2 separate regions of the Sus scrofa genome follow, and region 1 is linked to region 2. A link is a contact called in public Hi-C data. All regions are on one chromosome and are shown on one strand. Each heading gives the region's core, a stretch centred on a gene start, on an enhancer-like site or on the middle of the called end of the contact. The rest is flanking DNA. Distances are from core to core; before and after follow the strand shown.

Region 1 (3,722 bases), core at 492-2,991, 34 kb before region 2:
ATCGAATGAACTCTATTCCAAGAATGGGAAATTGAAAAAAATGAAGCCCATGGCGCCCTCTTTTTAAAGAAAATGTCCGTTTTTTTCCTTAAGAGGATAACATTAAAAAAATTCTAGGAGTTCCCGTCATGGCTCAGAGGAAACAAATCCAACTAGGACCCATGAAGTTGTGGGTTCCATTCCTGGCTTTGCCCAGTGGGTTAAGGATCCAGCGTTGCCATGAGCTGTGGCGCAGATGAAGGGCTCAGGTCTGGCGTCGCTGTGCCTGTGCCATCGGCCGGCAGCCCTAGCTCCGATTGAACCCCTAGCCTGGGAACCTCCATATTCTGTGCGGCACTAAAAAGCAAAAAAAAAAAAAAAAAAAAAAAAAAAAAAAAAAAAAATTATAATATTGGAGTTCTTGCTGTGGTGCTGTGGGTTAAGAGTCTGACTGCTGTGGCTCTGGTCACTGCAGAAGTGGAGTTCTGATCCCAGCACCACACAGTACGTTAAAGGACCCAGGGCTGCACCTACACCAAAGCTGCAGCTCGAATTCAATCCCTGTCCCAGGGAGTTCCTGTCATGGCTCTGTGGTAATGACACAGATGTGGCTGGGACCCTGAGTTGCTGTGGCTGTGACTGTGGCTGGGAGCTGCAGCTCCAATTGGACCCCTAGCCTAGGAACTTCCTTATACTGCAGGTACAACGGAAAAAAGAATTTCAAAACAGTGACAGCCAAACATTAAACCAAGCACAAGTCCAGTATCATTGCACAGGTAGCAAGCCCATGCCTTGCTTCCAGCATTTAAGAAACAGGTGCACAGAGATCAAGTTAAGTTTTCAAGTTTACTTTGTCAATAGCTGGAAAAATGTCAGAGCCAGAATTCCAAGAGGCTAGACCCCTACGACACTCCTCCCAACTAAATAAGACCTTTCTCTGTTTAAGCGAATCTTTTTTTTTCTTATTATCTGATTTTTAAATTAGTCTCATTCAAATTGCAAGCTAAATTTGAAAATTAACACTGAAACACAATAGTATCAGGATGAATTCAACCACCCAGTCATTCTGCTACTTTTGGTGAGTTGATAGTCTGTGCCAGTCATTGTGAAAAAGTCTTTTTATTGTTTAAGTCAATCTTATGAAGATTTTCTAAATGTATTAAATACACGAAATCTGCTGCCAGTCACTAGTTCATCCCTCTACCCCCAGGGGTTAAAAATAATTTATTGAATGCTTTAATATGTTATACAAACTATTGTGATGAAGCAGCAAGCTATCTTAAGAGTTCCTGCTAAACATTTCCTTTTAAAATACTCTTCTAAAGTCTGATGGAAAATGCAGACATTTCTACTGTAACGCAATGTATGGAACTTAAAAAAAAAAAAAGTACTGTAATGGCATCAGCCATGATACAAAGTACTGCAAGGACATTCTAACCTCAACACCGAAATAATACACTATCACGGATTCTTTTTTTTTTTTAAGTGAATACTATAGAGTAGCTTCTTTAAAATAACTGAAGCCCCACACTACGGGAAAGACGTTTGAAGGTGAAAGGACAAAAAGAGGAGGTCACGAACACAAGCCCACAATACCCCAAAACCCGGCAAGGCACGAGCGCCTGCGCAGAAAGAATCCTGCTGCGCAGAAGTCGGCCGGAAGGGCTGGGGCGAAAGGGGCGGAGATAGGGTTGCTAGGAGATCTTGATGACGTTCACGTCTCGGCGCTCTTCTCCGCCAATGGGTGCCGCCTGCTTGTAATGACGCGTTGTGTGCGTTGCGCTGACGCCGCGCGAAGGGCACAGAACTAAAGGCCGGGAGGACGTTCGGTCTCTGTGAGCCGCAGCCTTTCCCAGGGAGCGGTTGTGTGTTCGCCATCTTAGGGAGTGAGTGTGGCTCGGCCTTCCTCGCAGTGGGTGCGGGGAGCGGAGCGCCTGTGAGGCGCTGCTTTGGCTGTAGGCCCGGTCGGCCTCCTCTTTTGGGGAAGCAGCCATGACCTCCTCAAGGGCGCGGAGGCGGGAAGAGGCAAGGCCCAGGTGGAGGGTCCCCAGCGTGCAGGTGACTTTGACCGGCCTAACGGCCCCTTTTGCTTGTCCTCTGACCGCCGCTTCCTCTCCCCCCAGGAAGATGTTCTCGTCCGTGGCGCACCTGGCGCGGGCGAACCCCTTCAACGCACCGCACCTGCAGCTGGTGCAGGATGGTCTCGCCGGCCCCCGCAGCAGCCCCGACGGGCCCCCGGGCCCACCTCGCCGCACCCGCAACCTGGCGGCCGCCGCTGTGGAAGGTGAGGTCACACCCTGCCCCGATAAGGTCTTTGGGTCATCTCTTGGGCCGCTCGGCCTTGGTGCCCTTGCCTGGCCTGGAGGACAGGGAAGGACGCACCCAGCCCGCAGGACGGCGCCCAGTTGCTTTTCCGAGGATGTCAGCCTGTTTTGCCCGAAGCCGGTTTTCGGATCTTAGGCCCTCCCTCAAGGGCGTGGGAGGGCCTATAAGTACTGCTCTCTCGGTGACCTCCACGTCCTCGAGCGAGTAGAGGCAAAGAGGCCTTGACTAGCTCCTTATCTTCTCCGCGGTGAGCCAGCTTGGTCAGCAGACTAAATATTGGATGAAGTCTCCTTCCTAACCACTGGCCACCGCAGTTTTAACTGTATTATGTGTTTGAGTTTCATTTTCTTTTAAAAAATACTCCTTCCTCTCGAGCATTTCGAAGTCTAATATTACTTGACACAACGAATGTGAGATAGCTAGGTATCTTGTTTTAATGTGGTTGATTGACTTGCAGCCCCGGAAGGGGTATAGAAAGGATACAGTGATTGATAGTGATCCCTTTGGTTGTATCTCTCGGGATTCTTGATGCTTAGACGTAACTTTATCTTAATTGTGAGTATTTTAAATCCCAGTAGAGTATATTTACAAAAGAAATCTGAAAACGGAATTGTAAAGAGTATTGAAAATGTTAATCTACCTTGTACCTGTAAAATGTGAAGTTTACTATGTCTTTAGTGTGGGTAAAAAAACCTTTACATCATCGTTCTGGCCTTCGATTTTGTAAAGTTAAATATATGGTTATTTGTGTAGAAAATGGATATGACTTCACGAATTTATATCTAGTTCTACGCTGTAGGGATTCGTTAGTGGGGGATAGTATTCGGTCGGTGGGGTAACCTTAGAGGTTTGGAAACTTTTACATGTGAGGGCCCTTTCTGAGTTTGATTTGTATTCAGAAGTGTGTTCTTATGAGCCCTTAACAAGTGGAAGTTTGACTTTAATTAGAGGAGCTGTTAATGGTGTAGAAAACTTTTTAATTCATACGGCAAAACGAGATAGGAGTATCTCACAGACATAGCCTTCATAATCTTTAAATGATTGTTTTGATTTTGGCAGTGAACTTCTTCACAGTAGGTGGAAAACTGTTTTTCAGCTTACTTCTTGTAAATGGTGGCCAGAACTCTTCATTTGTGTTAGTACTATTTCACAGGGAAATATAGTTCTCTTTCATTCCCATGGCCTTAGTTACCTCTGAAGAAATACTTACTTGATTTTTTTTTTCAATCAAACAGAGCAGTATAGCTGTGACTATGGATCTGGCAGATTCTTTATCCTTTGTGGACTTGGAGGAATTATTAGCTGTGGCACAACACATACAGCATTGGTTCCTCTAGATCTGGTTAAATGCAGAATGCAGGTTTGTTTTTGCATGTTGGACTAAATAAAGCATATTGTTGAAGCATGGCTGTTATCTA
Region 2 (3,740 bases), core at 984-3,483:
ATCTGCAGCCTACACCACAGCTCACAGCAATGAAGGATCCTTAACCCACTGAGCAAGGCCAGTGATGGAACCCTCATGGATACTAGTTGGGTTTGTTACTGCTGAGCAGACCAGGACTCCCAACATTTCACTTTATTGTAACAAATCTTTATTGACTTTTACTCAGGATGAATCATCAGTAAAGTATACGTCAAAATTTACTAGCATCAAAACTGTTCTAGATGAGGAGTTCCCATTGTGGTGCATTGGAAACCAATCCGACTGGGAACTATGAAGTTGTGGGTTTGATCCCTGGTCTCTCTCAGTGGGTTAAGGATCTGGTGTTGCTGTGAGCTGTGGTGTAGTTTGCAGATGTGGCTCAGATCCAGTGTTGCTGTGGCTGTGGTATAAGCCGGCAGCTGCAGCTCCAATATAACCCCTAGCCTGGGAACCTCCATATGCCACGGGTGCAGCCCTAAAAAGCAAAAAAAAGTTCTAGATGAGAGAACATCTGGGGTCTTTTCTAGAATCCAATTACTCTTGAAGATGAATATCTTCTAAATACTTCAAAAATTGGTGAAAAATGGAGGGAAACCCTTTTCTTGTTATTAAAATGAAATAGGTTGGAGTTCCTGTCATGGCTCAGTGGTTAACGAATCCGACTACGAACCATGAAGTTGCGGGTTCATCCCTGGCCTTGCTCAGTGGGTTAAGGATCCGGCATTGCCGTGAGCTGTGGTGTAGGTTACAGACTCGGCTTGGATCCTGCGTTGCTGTGGTTCTGGTGTAGGCCGGCGGCTACAGCTCCGATTAGACCCCTAGCCTGGGAACCTCCATATGCCGCGGGAGCGGCCCAAGAAATGGCAAAAAACAAAACAAAAAAATAGTTTAGTCAATGAATGCCATTAAGGAAAATAAAATTAATAAGTTAGCCTTAAGGTTATTTTTTTTTCTTTTTCTTCTTCTTTTTTTTTTTTTTTTTGGCAGAGCCGGTGGGCATGCAGAAGTTCCCAGGCCAGGGATGGAACACACCACAGCAGTGAGAATGCTGGATCCTTAACCCGCTGTGGCACGAGGGGAACTCCTAGGGTTATTTCTTAATAGTCATTTTTCCTATGACATCAATATATCGCTATTTGCTTGTTTTAAAAACTATAAATATTTAGTTTTAGGTAAACACAAGCGATATACTTTTTGTAGCTTTCCAATACTTAAAATTCAATCTGTAATTTAGGAATAGACTTTGAATGCATGCACATTGATCAAATATGAGCAATTCTCCAAATTTTGATATTATCATGAACATTTGTTACTTTAAGATCATAATGAAGTTTTTTAAGGTTGCAAAAGTTGCCGTTAGGGATTTATGGAATGGGGCAAATTTGCCCCAAAGAAGCTTCCGTCCAATAGCAGACGCTTAAAGTTTGGCAGAATCTTCCTTTCTTAATGGTTGACTCGTTCCCAAATCTTAGCCTCCAGTTGGGCAATCGGGACACGCAAGTGATAAAAAGGAAAAACGAGTTACAAGAAACAAGCGAAAGGGAGAATAAATTTGAGCCACCCTTTCCTGGGATGAGAAATAGAAGCGGAAAATCAGGGGGTTAGAGCTTAGCGGGATGCAGCCGGGTGGGACCGAGGCAGAGGCGAGACCCGGAGAAGACAGGGCGACGAAGGGAGGCCGGACACGGCTGGGCGGCCTCAGCCCACTTACCAGGCCAGGCCCAGGCACGTCCCCAGCGACAGCAGGCTAACGCCGGTCCGGGGGTCCGCCCAGCCCCCGCCTCCACTGCCCCGAGCATCGGGGCTCTTCCCGGCCTCGCTCCTCTTCCCAGGCTCCGCGGAGGCTCCCCTGGGCCCCGACTTCTTCCGGCTCTTCACCTCGGACATGTCTGGAGGTCTTGAGGACAGCAGACCGGGGGCTGCCTCTTACGCCTGGGGTAGCGGGACGTGGCGGCCTCAGCCTCGGTTGGAAGGCTCTGCAGTGACCGCGCCCCCTTTCAGACTTGGCACCGCCCAGAAGCCAGCCCCCTCCCTCGCCCGGTCATCCCCGCGGTTCCACTGCGACTCCTATCCACCTGCCTTTCTAGTTCCTCCAGGTGAGGCAGGCGGCGACCCTACTCCCCCAGTTCTTCTGCCTTAGGGCTGCAACCCCGGCGGACACCTTAGCTCCTGGGTGCGTGCGGGCCTCCGGGACGCGAGGTGGGGTGGTGGGCAGCGCGCGCCACGTCGAGCGCGCCGCCTCGGGCCTCCCTTCTTTGGAGCGCGGCGCGCCCCTGTGGCGGAGCCCGCCCCCGCTGTGGGGTGGGGCGGAGGCGCTTTCTTGTGCGCGCGCGGGCTCTAGGCGGAGCCGGGAGCGCCGCCGGCCGGCGGCCGGCCGGCCGGCGGCGGCGGCGGCGGCGGCTGCTGCCCGGAGAGGTTCTGGGCGTGTCTATTTGCATTCGCGGGCGGTCCTGTCCCAGCTGGGCTGGCCGGCGGGTTGCGGCTGCTCAGCGGTCCGGACGCGGAGGGGAGGAAGTGTCTAATGGACGAGGTTTCTTTATTTCTGGGCAGAAGGGGTGAGGGCGCCGGAGGTGAGGATTCTGGGCCGTCCGCGACCCGCGAGGACTTGAAGTAGCCGCGGCGGCGTCCGGAGCGGCACCCGCTCCCGCCCGGCGAGCCCCTGCCGCGGGAGGAAAGGAGCGGCAGCCTGCGTGGCCCTCCTTCCTTTGTGTCTGGGTTGAAACCCTCCCCTCGGCGCCCCGGGACTGCGTGGGCTGTTTGCTGGGGTGACGCCTCGGGCTCCGCCAGTCGGCGGTCCCGGGGGTCTTCAGGTGCCCCCAGCTGCGGAGGCCCAGGTGAGGCCCCCGTGAGGCCAGACCTGCCCCAGGGCTGTGCCCCGAGCCCTAATTGCTTTCGGAAGCGCAGTTGCCTCCCCTCACCCCCAGCTTGATTTCCCAGCCTATCCCTGCAGGGCTGCTTTGCCCGGTGAAGACCCTGTTACGAAGGTTTGGGTAAGTTTGCGCCTCGCTTTTCTCCCCAGCCCTGGTTCGTTGGAGGTTCGAAGTTAATTTTAGGGACTCAGAATTCTGGGTCAAGGAATAATTATTAATCGTTCTGATATTGTACCAGGAAGAGAAATTATCTAAAGAGGAAGTGGTGAGCGTTTACGGTTTTCCTGGATGATGCTGTCCTTTATATTTACCAACTATAGAATCCTAACTTTACATGTTGATATGGTTGCAAAAGATGGGACACTGAGAATTTGTTCAGAATACTTCAGTGTGTGCAGAGTTGAAAAAAAAGTACACAACTTAACGTCTTTAGTTTTAATAGGGCGAGGTGAAGATGGAAATTAGTTACAGATGGTCAGAGAGTGCTGTTGGGTTAGCTATTGGACCTAAGCTAAAACGTTCGTTTTTGCTTTGTAACGCGTTTTATTACTGAAAAATTAAGGGACGTTTTATGTTTGAGATCATAAAAACATTAACATTTGAAAGTTACCCAGCCTGGATTCTAACTGTAACTTTTTCTTTTATCAGTTTCATGCCAGTACTGAGCGTTTTGTGAAACTTGACAAGCATGGGCAAATGCTTTACTACCCTATGTTTGCAAGTGACACATTTGATGCCACTTTTTGTAGTCATTATTGCAGCTTAATCATAATTGCTGCTCTTCTGTGTGCTCAAAATTACTTGTGCATATCTCATTGTGCATTATCTCTTTGCACATTGTAGTTATCTCTTTTTCTCTCCTACCAGACTGTGAATTCCTTCAGGAGTGTG

What was found. Hi-C and Micro-C count contacts between places; a contact is called where the count stands out from the background.
Region 1: a contact with region 2 is called in a Hi-C map of embryonic fibroblasts, with 1.6 times the contacts expected there. The contact joins the promoter of SLC25A3 here to the promoter of IKBIP in region 2. A contact is called at or near these places in 5 of 47 Hi-C or Micro-C datasets (alveolar macrophages, brain, embryonic fibroblasts and 2 more) and 2 of 2 datasets of contacts at active chromatin or transcription factors (alveolar macrophages and skeletal muscle).

What each region holds. Positions count from the first base shown.
Region 1 is chr5:85,290,355-85,294,076 of Sscrofa11.1, reverse strand. It overlaps SLC25A3 (solute carrier family 25 member 3), which reads left to right and starts at 1,741. Exons shown (of 9, transcript NM_001164512.2): 1 at 1,741-1,865; 2 at 2,103-2,263. The coding sequence starts at 2,107.
Region 2 is chr5:85,256,985-85,260,724 of Sscrofa11.1, reverse strand. It overlaps IKBIP (IKBKB interacting protein), which reads right to left and starts at 2,233. Exons shown (of 3, transcript NM_001244129.1): 1 at 1,691-2,233. The coding sequence starts at 1,866. It overlaps APAF1 (apoptotic protease-activating factor 1), which reads left to right and starts at 1,974. Exons shown (of 27, transcript XM_021093024.1): 1 at 1,974-2,075.